2 separate regions of the Sus scrofa genome follow, and region 2 is linked to region 1. The links are chromatin contacts, called in public Hi-C maps. All regions are on one chromosome and are shown on one strand. The core of a region is the stretch at or near the end of the contact, and the rest is flanking DNA. Distances in the headings are between cores, read along the strand shown.

What was found. A called contact is a pair of places that touch in the nucleus more often than the background predicts.
Region 2: a Hi-C map of mesenteric adipose tissue shows a contact between it and region 1, with 5 times the contacts expected there. The contact joins two enhancer-like sites. A contact is called at or near these places in 5 of 47 Hi-C or Micro-C datasets (heart right ventricle, liver, mesenteric adipose tissue and 2 more).

What each region holds. Positions count from the first base shown.
Region 1 is chr15:134,577,983-134,583,808 of Sscrofa11.1, forward strand. No RefSeq gene overlaps it. Among named protein-coding and RNA genes, the nearest start is that of ARL4C, 41 kb to the right of the region's middle. Within about 2 kb of position 4,274, at least 26 of the 83 cell types and tissues checked have an H3K27ac peak or open chromatin away from gene starts, as enhancers often do. A contact at or near this core is called in mesenteric adipose tissue and omental adipose tissue, where this site is marked.
Region 2 is chr15:135,616,775-135,622,328 of Sscrofa11.1, forward strand. All of the region lies in intron 1 of AGAP1 (arf-GAP with GTPase, ANK repeat and PH domain-containing protein 1), which reads left to right. Among named protein-coding and RNA genes, the nearest start is that of AGAP1, 180 kb to the left of the region's middle. Within about 2 kb of position 2,512, at least 4 of the 83 cell types and tissues checked have an H3K27ac peak or open chromatin away from gene starts, as enhancers often do. A contact at or near this core is called in mesenteric adipose tissue and omental adipose tissue, where this site is marked.

The DNA of each region.
Region 1 (5,826 bases), core at 3,024-5,523:
GATGGTACCCGTCTTTACCAACACGGGTGGACAGCAGTTGCTCAGTTGGCTGCCCAGATAAAGGCCCATGTTGTTAAGCCCACAGGAGTGCCTGACGTAACTCCCAGTGGAACTGGTCCTGATTTCATAACCCACAGAATCCAGATTTTCTCCTTTTCATGCTCTCAGGCAATGGCAGAGCCCTCCTTCCAGCTGCACAAGCCAGAATCGGTTCTTCTTTGTTTTGTTTTGTTTTGCTTTTCTTTTTAGGGCCACACCCATGGCATATGGAGGTTCCCAGGCTAGGGGTCTAATTGGAGCTACAGCTACCGGCTTACACCACAGTCACAGCAACACAGGATCTGAGCCATATCTGTGACCTCCACCACAGCTCACGGCAACACCAGATCCTTAACCCACTGAGCGAGTCCAGGGATCGAACCCACAATCTCATGGTTCCTAGTCAGATTTGTTTCCACTGTGCCACGACGGGCACTCCTCAGAATTGGTCTTGACACCACCCTCTCCCTCATGCCTCACAGGCGGCAGCGCCACATAATTTATTGTTCAGACCACATCCCTTTGGGGGGTAAAGGGAGGAGCCACTCATGATTATGCTGAATGAACAGGCATAAATCACGACTGTCCCAGTGAATGGAAACTTACATCCACCCACCGCAGAGCCTGCCCATCACCTGCTTCTGTGAACAGCCCTCAAAACCCTCCCCCTCCTCCACCACCAACCCCGGCCTCAAACACCACCTTCTCTTCCCTGGGCTGAGGTCCATCCTCAGGCCCACTGATCTCTAGCCAAGCAATCATGTCAGATGCTCACACCGTCCCTGCCCAGAAAGGCCACCTGGTCCCCGAGCACACGTGGAACACTCTGCGGTGACCAAGTCCCCTTATCTCGAGCTCCACTGATGTTGGGCACTGCTACGTGTCGGCGAGGTTTTGGTTTCCCCTGACCTCCCAGCAGAAGTTTGATATTCACACGATATTATACGGTATCCCTACCTCACCCCATTCCACCCGCCCACCACATTTCCTGTTCAGTCCCATAGCTGTGGGGGATTCTGTGAATTCAGCAACTCCTACTTTTGGTTTCATTCTTTGAAAAACCAATTCTAGATTCCACTGGAAATTTTACTTCTCTTCCAGATATCTGGGGGGCCGAACCCGCAACAGGTGAACGTGAGGTAGTTCCTGAGCCAGGAATCAAACCTGCACCGCAGCAGCAGCCTGAACCACAGCAGTGACAATGCCAAGTCCTTAACTGCTAGGCCACCAGGGAACTTCTCAGGTATCTTTTTAAGGGGGAAGTGCCAGCAAGAAGTAGGGGAGCTGTGAATTACCAACACTTCCATTTTTATTTAAAAAAAATAGCAGAAATAGCAGTGATTCAACAGATCCAAACACACACCACTCTTACTTAGTGAAGTTGACAATAAAAGACATTTCTGTTACCAGAAATCACAACTGTATTATGGCTGAAGCATACATGTTGATAACAGCAGTATTTTCCAGAGCAGGTGGGACGCATGCTCCTGTGGTTAACATCCATGCACGGGTTCTTAAACCCCAAACACGTTCACGACACCTGGGTTGGGTGTGGGGTTGGGGGTGGAATTCAGCAAAAATGCGTACCTAAGCAATACGGGGTTATGACTCTCAGGTGACATACGCTATCATCAAAACTGTTTAAGACTAACTTAGGAGTTCCCGTCGTGGCTCAGTGGTTAACAAATTCGACTAAGAATCATGAGGTTGCAGGTTCGATCCCTGGCCTTGCTCAGTTGGTTGAGGTTCCGGCGTTGCCGTGAGCTGTGGTGTAGGTTGCAGATGTGGCTCGGATCCCGCGTGGCTGTGGCTCTGGCGTAGGCTGGTGGCTACAGCTCCAATTTGACCCCTAGCCTGGGAACCTCCATATGCCGCAGGAGCGGCCCTAGAAATGGCAAAACAAACAAACAAACAAACAAAAAAAAAAACAAAAAACAAAAAACACAAAAAAAAGCAAAAACAACAACAAGACTTTTGAGAAGAAAGCTTTGGGGCAAGATTTCTTAACATATTGTCCCCCACTTATAAAAAACCCACACAATTCACAGGAGTGTTTCCGCTCACGAGAGCCAACAGCTTCTCCCACCCAAAGCATTGTGCGGCTGCTCTATACCTCTAGCTCTAGGGACGCTGGAATCCCCAACCAGCCAAAGCCAAAGGTGGAGCGAAGCCCAGAAGACGCCAGGAACTCCAGGATCCTGGTCATCTCTTGCTGTTGTTGTTTGTCTCCTGCCCCGATGAAGGGGCCATGCGTATATGCAGGTGCAACCCGATCAATACAATGAACAGTTTAAGCTTCATCAGGAATAAAACACCAAATGTAGGCATCCTTATTGTGGCTCAGCAGGTTAAGAACCCAAGCAGTACCCACGAGGATGCGGGTTCGATCTCTGGCCTTGATCAGTGGGTTAAGGGTCCAGGTTTGCTGCAAGCTGCAGCATAGGCTGAAGATGTGGCTCAGATCCGGCGTTGCCGTGGCTGTGGTGCAGGCCGGTGGCTACAACTCCGTTTCCACCCCTAGTCTGGGAACTCCCATATGCTGCAGGTGCAGTCCTAAAACAAACAAACAGACAAAGTAGCAAATGTAGGTTTAAGAACCAAACCTCATGATGACAATGGTAGCGGGCTGAGTCATGGCTCTTAGAGACATGAGGTCCTAGTCCCTACAAACTGTGAATGCGACTTGGTTTGATGAAAGAGTCTTTTCAATGAGATTAAAGATTCCGAGATGGCTTCTGGATGATCCAGGTGAGTCTTTAGCATAATCACAAGGACCCTGATAAGAGAGAGACATGAAGGGACATTTCCTCACGGAGAGGAGGAGGAGGCTGTGTGACGGGGAGGAGGCAACCGAGGGGATGTGGCCACAAGCCAAGCAGTGCTGGCGGCCCCCCGAAGCTGAAGCCGGTTGGGAACAGGAACGGATTCTACCCTGGAGCCCCTGGCGGGAGCACAGCACTGCCTGCATCCTGATCTCAGCCGAGCTGAACTGATTGTGGACTGCTGAACTCCAGCATGTGAAGGAATTCATTCCTGCTGCTTTAAACCACCACATTTGGTGGCCACGGGAAAGACAGACAACAACTGATGACTCGGGCAGGGCCTCTTGGGGTCTCAAGCAAAGAACATTCCTAATGGCTCCTCAGGAAAGCAGCTCTGTTAGGACAGCTCGTGGGACGTGTACAGAAAGCTCCAAGAGTCAGGGACGTGAAGAAGGCAAGTCTGGGCATCTGGGCAGAGGTCCCAGTGAGGGATGCTACCCGTGTGTGGTGAAATAATGAAGCTCCAGCAATGGGCTTCTCCTTGTCAGATACATCCTCTGTACCAGACTCTGTACGATCCTTACACACCATTCAGTCTTCACAAAAGCCTGGAACAGCCTGGCCAAGCCACTCATCTAAGGTAAGGCAGTTAGTGGCCAGGACTCTGATTCTTACTGCACTAGACTTTTTTTCCATTGCATCAACCTGGCTCCTTTTAGAAATACACATACCATCTCTTTACCACGGAACTTGGAGGCACAGAAAACAGTGAGCCACGTTTTCATGGAATTTCTTTTCTTCCTTTTTCTTTTTTTCTTTTCTTTTCTTTTTTTTTTTTTTTTTTTTGCTTTTTTAGGGCCACACCTGTGGCATATGGAGGTTCCCAGGCTAGAGGTCAAATTGGAGCTGCAGCTACCAGCCTACACCACAGCCACAGCCACGCCAGATCAGAGCTGCATCTGTGACCTACACCACAGCTCCCACCAACACTGGATCCTTAACCCACTGAGCAAGACCAGGGATCGAACCCGAATCCTTGCGGATACTAGTCAGGTTTGTTACGGCTCTGCCACCATGGGAACTCCCTTTGACGGAATTTCTTAAAGCCCGGTTCTCCATACTAAGATTTCCCCAAACCATGGGAACTAACCCTGAGCTTAGCAGCTTTTAGCCTCGCCTGAGTCATGCCTTCATTGTCACACGACGTTTGCCGTTTTGCAGGGTCAGCGCTCAATCAGGCATCCTTGAGAAGGTCAGGGTGGCGTCACTATTGTCCAGCTCCACCTGTAAGTCAGTTCTTTCCCTGGATGTGTTTTCTCAATCTTCCCCTTCTGTCAACAAACATCGAACACCTTGTTATAGAAAAGCCAAACTGCTGCCTGAAAGGCTGCTCTGGAGAGTCCATATTCTGATGCGTCAGCTTCAAACGGATTTCATCACAGTTATGGGACTTAGAGCGGTGTCCTGGCCAACATCCCTGGTCCCACCCCTGCGCGAGTCAGCGGCCCCAGGGTAGCTGAATCACCCCGCCCATGGTTCATGCCACCGCAGCGCTGCAAACTAAACACATTCTTTCCACGTTAGCCTGAGGGTTAAAAAAAGAAGCCATGCTCGAGAGGAGAGAGACAATTTTGAAATGAGCGCTAGAAAGAAAATGTAAAAGAAACAAGACCTCAGCCGACCGTGTGCTGATGGGCCTGACCGACTTCCTGCCTCTCTGACTTCTGGCGCAGCGGCCTCGGAAAGTGGGGGGTTTCCACTCAAGGCTGGGGGTCCAGGCCCGGGGGCAGGAGGGCCAGAACTCACTGGGATGTGGCAGGGACTTCAGCTCCCTGTAACAACGATGAAGGCCTGTTCAGAGGGGAGCTCTAAGATCTGCACTAAAATGCCCCCCTTCCTTCTTAGGAAACTTGCCCACCTCTCGCCCCTTGCTCCTTATGTTTGAGTTCCCATTTACTGGGGCTTCCGCTGCTGGATGTCGCTGCAAACCAGAGCAAGACACATGGGTGACCCTGAAAGGCTAACTAACCTCTGACGCTGCTCAGACTAAGGTTTAGGAATGAGGAGAGACGGGCCCGCCTAAGGGAAGCAGAGGAAGACAGAGGCTGAGGGTCTCTCCGGATGTCCTGGGTGGGGGGGGTCCCTCTCTTCACCCAAACTTGTGTGTTCTCTCAGCAAAGGGAAAGCCCTGCGGGCCAGGACCTGTGCTCCTGGGAAGACAGGATCCTAACTGCTAGCTTCCTGCCCTTGGGGTGGGTGGCCTTCTGGGTCCTTGATCAGGGCCTACCTCCAAGGGGACGTCAGGTGTTCTCTGTCTGCCCTACACCCCCTGCTCCCCAAGGCCACCTGGTTCCTCGTTGCCCTCCCTCCTCCTCCTCCTCCTCCTCCTCCCGCAGAGAACCCGCAGAGATCCACTCTCTCCCCCCGTCTGAGTGGGGGTCTGAGGTCCTCTTCCGGTGCTCAGTCCTGCACTGCACATGCCTCACCCGGCAGGTTGCTCCCCGTTCTCTTCTTTGTCTTTGAACCACAGGCAGTTGCCTCTTCAGTGCCCCATGCGGTTTAGTGGAGCCCTTCCTCGTCAATGGCACAGGGCAGTGATAAACACAGCACTTAGAAGTTTGGACCATTCCATCATGCAGCAGAAGAAGACGCTTTATTGGACTGGAGTGTGTTCCCCGCTTCTGCCACCCGCCCCCCACCAATACCTCTGTCCTTGGGACCTCTGACCTTATTTGTAAACCGGGTCTTTGCAGACGTAATTAGTGGATACAGGGTCATTATGAGTTGAAGGTGGGTCCTGAATTCAATGACCAGCCTCCTTGTAAGAAGGTCGTGTGAGGACACGGGGATACACGGATACACGGATACACAGAGACGGAGGCTGAAGCGATGGGGGCACAGCTTCCAGAAGCCGGGAGAGGCCTGGAAGAGACTCTTCCTCAGAGCCTCTGGGAGGAACGGAGCCTTGATTTGGGCTTCTGGCCTCCAGGAGAGAAGCACCCGGTTTGCGGTGCTGTGCCACGGG
Region 2 (5,554 bases), core at 1,262-3,761, 1.0 Mb after region 1:
TTCTGCCTGCAAAGGCTCGCTCCTCTTTGACGGTGGGGTTGGGGACACGGCTCGGATCGTCAGTGTCGGAAAGCGAGACCCGTGAACACGGCAGATCCCGCCCAGCTCTGCCTCTGCAGAAGGGCGCAGGTGCTCACCCAGCGCGCGGAAGCCGAGACCCTCCCTGTTTATCCCTAACGCGGGGGTGCACCTGTGCCCTGCCCGGGGGTCAGGGCAGGGCGCACATTCTTCTCGGGGGTCTCGTTGAAACAGGTTGTTCCTGGGAGAAGAGGGAAAGAGGAGGGGGTCGCAGGAGGGTGTTTCAGTCGAAACCTGAGCGGAATGGAGTCGCCAAGATTTCCTTTGATAGATGAGACATCCTGTTCCTTTGCACAGTGGCGAGGTCCCCTGTCTGGAGGGCAGGTTTCCTCCTAAGGGTCTTTGGGTTTTACTTTCTGAAATCACTTGTCTGCAAACCCGAGCAACTGTGGTGGAAGCACGGCCTGTGTGGCCGAATTCCCTCCCTAAAGAGGACGTGGGCCTTTATTCACCAGACCGTCTCTGCTCCTAGAAAGCCCCCGTCCAGGGAGCAGGGATCCTGGCGCCGGTGGGAGGGGTGGGGGCGGGAGGACAGGAGAACTGAAAACGCAAGCCCTCTTCCTGTCATTGCCGTCCCCCTCCAGGTCCACTCCCGAGACTGCCCTTCGTCACTAACCACGTCCATGAGGCGTACAGTTAGGCCCCTAGATTGCTGCTTATTCTTACGTGCTGCTCATTTTTAGCACGAAATGCCCGGGAAGGAAGTCCAGCCACAGCTTTGATGCTTTTCTGAGCGTCAGAGGGTAACCGCTTGGCCAGGGCTCAGTGGAAATGGCGTAATGAAGGGGTGAGTTCCCTGGGCCACCTCCCCCCACCCCGTTGGCCACAGCGGGCTGCGGCTTCATACGGGATCTCAGCTCTCAGGCCAGGGATGGAAGCTGGGGCTGCAGCGGTGAAAGTGCCAAGCCCCACCCACTCGACCACCAGGGAACTCCCTCTTGGTGGATCTTAACCCAGCCCTCCTAGTTCCTGCTGGCCCCAAAAGGGCAATGTCTTCTGTAACCATTTTTATGCCCTGCAATGACACAAACTCGGAGATGTGGGAGGAAAAGGCTAGACAACACGTACTTTTTTTTTTTTAAGCTACTTTGCAAAATCCTAGCAGCTTTAAGACTCGAATCTTTGCCTTTTGATCCATCAAGTCAAGCAAAGAGAGTGTTGAAAGAATACAAAATGCTATGGTGGCACCAAGGGGAAAACGGCGGGGGGGGCAGGGGGGGCTTTCTGCCCGAGGTCACATTGCTATGATGTCATCTCCTTGCTGGACCACTTCCTCACCTGTGTTGCCAGTATTTTAGGAATTAGGTGATCGGGCCTTGAGGCTTGATGGGCGACGAGGAGCTGACGGAGCCCCTGGGAGGCAGGCCTGTGTCTTGCCCACCCATGCCCATTGTGTTTCTCTCTTTGGCCCAAGGGGGGGTTGTTAGTTGTTAAAGGGAGCGTGGACGCCTTTCACGTCCGAGTGTGCCTGTGTTGTGTGTGCTGTAACGAGGGCCTTCCATTTCCTGGTTCGGTTCATGGTTCTGCATGTAAATAATTTCGAAAACAGACCAGAGCCCTGTCCCTCAGTCATGAGCAAATGGAGGTTAGGGAAGGAATTTGCAGTCTGGATGGATTTTAAGAAAGTCGGGGCACAAGAAACAGCCCAGTTCTCCCGGGAAAGTAAACAGCGGGGAGCTTTCTTATCAGATTTGTTGCCCTTTCTTTCTGCAGCTCCCTGCCTAGCTGTCCTTGGTCTGTGCTCCCCTCTGTCAGTGTGGGTGGGTATTTGCATTCCTTGGGGTCCAGAGTCTTGTCCTTGTCACCTGGAGGAGCCAGGGTGGGGCTGGAGGTGGCCCTGTCCCGCGGGGCGGCTCAGAACAGTTTCTCTGCTGGGGGGAGGGCTTTTCTCTGGAAGAAGCCTGCATCCTTTGTAGCTGAATTGCCTTCAAAAGAACAGGGAGGGGACCTGGGGACGTCTGGGCAGCAAGCACTTGAGAGGCTGTCCTGAGCCCCGTGGAGGTGTTAGCTGTGCGTGTCCTCTGGAGAGGGGGCGGCAGGGAGCACGGAGTGTGCTGGGGGCGGGGGCGCAGGGCGTGGGAGGGGGACCGCAGCCGAGGCCTCTTCCTCTGACACTGGGGTGGGAGCAGCTTCTACTGTCTGCAAGTTGTCTGAGCCCTTCTGGGTGGGTGGGGGGCTGTGCGCTGGCCCTTGCCCTTGGGAAACGGCTGAAGATGCTGAGGAGGAAGGAGGGCTGCTCGGAGGAGGAGGAGGAGCCCGGCCTAGAGAAAGGGCTTCCTCCTGATGTTTGTGTGATCCTGCATCCCTCCTGCATCGTGTGCTCAGGCGGCCTAGGCACGTCCCAGGTCACACCCTCTGCTCGGAAGTCAGGGCGGCGGAGCCGACGGCACCGCAGTGGTCCAGGGGCACCGTGTCCAGTGCCAGGATCCCTGTGCTGGGCCAAGGCCCAATGGAATGAGCAGGTGCCCAGCCCTCTGCCCTGGCTGACCGAGGCTCTCGGTTCTCCCGGGCCAGGCAGCGCCAGGAGCTGGCTCTCCCACCGCCTCTGAATGAGCTGTGTGTGTGTGTGTGTGTGTGTGTTACTCAGGGACCTGCGTGGTCAGCGGAGCTGGGTCCAAAACAGGACCTCAGTGTGGTGGTGTTGATACGTACGGGCCGGGCCCAGCACCTCCTTAATTTTATTTAATTGTGTGTGTGGGTGTGTGTGTATTTTTTACATTTTTAAGACAATTTTTTCAGAGTAGTTTTAGGTTTATGACAAAAATGAAAGGGAATTACAGAAATTTCCTCCTCCCCGCCATGCCCAGCCTCCCACCGCCAGCATCACTCACCAGAATATAGTGCCTTTCGTACCGAGAGGATGAACCAAGTTCACATGGCAAAATCACCCCAGATCTGTATTTTACCATCGGGTTCACTGTTTAGTTGTGTATTTTAAAAGACTGTTGGGACTAGTGAAAGTCGATTGTTTTTACTTACCCGTGTTTTATGTGAACGCACAGACTGCTGAAGACATCGTAAACGGATGAGCCAGATGTCCTGAATTTCACTTTTCTTGTGGCTCAGCACTCACTGTCCAAAGCCCAAGCCCCCTTTCCTCCGAGAGCGTAGACCTGGCAGCTTCGGCCTCACGCAGCATCACAGCAGCAGTGTGTGTTGTGTGGTTTCAGCGCGTTTTCACATCCTGAGCCTCCCTGCACGTCCTCTTAATATAGGATTAAACTTGCAAGGAATTCAGCTGGCATCCACGTGTAGCTATTTAGAATTCCCTTTCTTCAGTCCTAAAATAATCCACCCTGCCTCTGACCTGCGGGCACACCTGGGTGACAGCAGGGGGTTGGCGTCTTCTCCTTCTACTTCTGATATTTTGGTTGTCAACCAAGCTGAGAATTTCTGCTGAAAAGTCATAACATTCTCTAACCCCCCCCATGTTGAGTAATTTTGGTTTCCCACCCCCTCGCATCGCTCCTGATAAAAGTTCCCTGTTCCCTGATCTTGGTGTTTTTTGAGAGCTTCTCTTCAATATTATGATTTAAATGTAAAAGAGAAAATATAATCTGAAGCGGGTGCGTGTTAATGATAAGAAATGATGGAAGGTCTTCTCCTAACAGTTCTGACGGCCTGGGGCCTTGCTGGCCTCCTGACCACAGCGACAGGAGCCCCAGTGTCCCGGGACTGGCTAAAAGCTGTCAGTCAGGGGTGACTGGTGAGGTTTTAGTCCAAATTCAAATTCAGTGGCACTTCCATCAGCGCGTGAGAACGCGTTTTCTTTCTTTCTTTCTTTTTTCTTTTTAGGGCCGCACCCTCAGCCTATGGAGGTTCCCAGGCTAGGGTTCACATCAGTGCTACAGCTGCCGGCCTACACCACAGCCACAGCCACGTGGGCTCCAAGCTGCATCTGCGACCTACACCACAGCTCGTAGCAACGGCAGATCCTTAACCCATTGAGCGAGGCCAGGGATCGAACCCGTATCCTCACAGATACGCGTTGGACTTGTTTCCGCTGCGCCATGGTGGGCGCTCCGGGAATGCATTCTCTTAATGTTATTCCGCTCTAGTAGGGGGAACTGAATGGGGCACCAAGTGGCCTCTCCTGCAGTGGGACACATCTTTGGTGACTTGAGATCACTGGTGAACACGCGGGCACGGAGGGCTCCCGGATGTGTGCTCCCGACGTGCGTGTTCATTCTTTAATGTCGCTGCGCCTGGAGCGTGAAATGGGGCAGCCGGCCAGTCTGGTCCTCACTGGTCACCCCCTGACTCTTCTAGGGGCTCTGCCTTCATCTCTGTCACCCTCACTTAGCGAGGCAAGCCCCCAGAAGGGCCAATCGAGAAGTGGCATGAAGGAGCTGCTGCTGTGTGCGTCTCCTGATAAATCTCAGGTTACTTTTCTTTCTGTTTTCCTTCACTTTTTAGGGCTGCACCCGTGGCATATGGAGAGTCCCCAGGCTGGGGTCGAATCAGAGCTACAGCCACTGGCCTAGGTCACAGCCACAGGCCTAGGCCACAGCCACAGCAACGTGGGATCCAAGCCACTTCTGCGACCTACAGCACAGCTCACGGCCACGCCGGATCTTTAATCCACTGGAGGCCAGGGATTGAACCCACGTCCTTATGGATGGCGGTTGGATCCTTAACCCCCTGAGCCACAACGGGAACTCCTCAGGTTACTTTTCATTGAGCCTCTTCTGAGGCAGCGTTTCCTCCTGGCCCAGCAATGAGGGAGGGGATGGAGGGTTTTAAAAGTAAATTTTTTTTTTTTTTTTAAAATTCAAGATGTATTTTTTGGGTCAGTGAAGTCAAGCATTGATTTTACTACTCTAGTTGCCACACAAATGTGTTCGATTCGAGGAAAGATCTATTTGCGAGTAAAAAGGCAGCATGCGTTGTTCCAGTGTTTAAATACTCACGCATCTGAATTTAATGGAGCCCTGTGTAATTTATAACGCCTATGCACCAGTCGTTGTGATAAGCCGTCTTTTGGTGGCATGTGCTTAAAAGCTGAGCCGTGCATTCTTGAGTCGTGTTCATTTTAATTCCCACTTTACTCTCTTCATTTTCCTATTAGGGTTATTAAAAACGCTATCACTGCATTTGTTTTGTTTTACATGCCAGGTGGTGTAAAATTTGAAAGGTACCAACAGGTAACAATGAAAAGAAAGCCCCCTTACCCCCTTGTCCCCAGGCCACCCGGTTCCCCAACCCTAGATCAGCAACTGTGAAGTTTTTAATCCTGCGGGAAGTGTTCTCAGCCCGGACAAGCCCATGTGTGTATTTTACACACACACACACACACACACTCACCCTCATGTCACCATAGCTTGGGGGCGGTTGCATTTCGGCCCATTGAGGCCACCTAGCCTTCGTTCTATGGGTGTGTCCGCATGTGCTTGCTCAGCGTTGGGCTTCTCCAAGCGCAGCAGCAGTGTGGCTTTCGGGGACATTCTTGGTCACTGTCTTTTGCTTCCCTGGACCA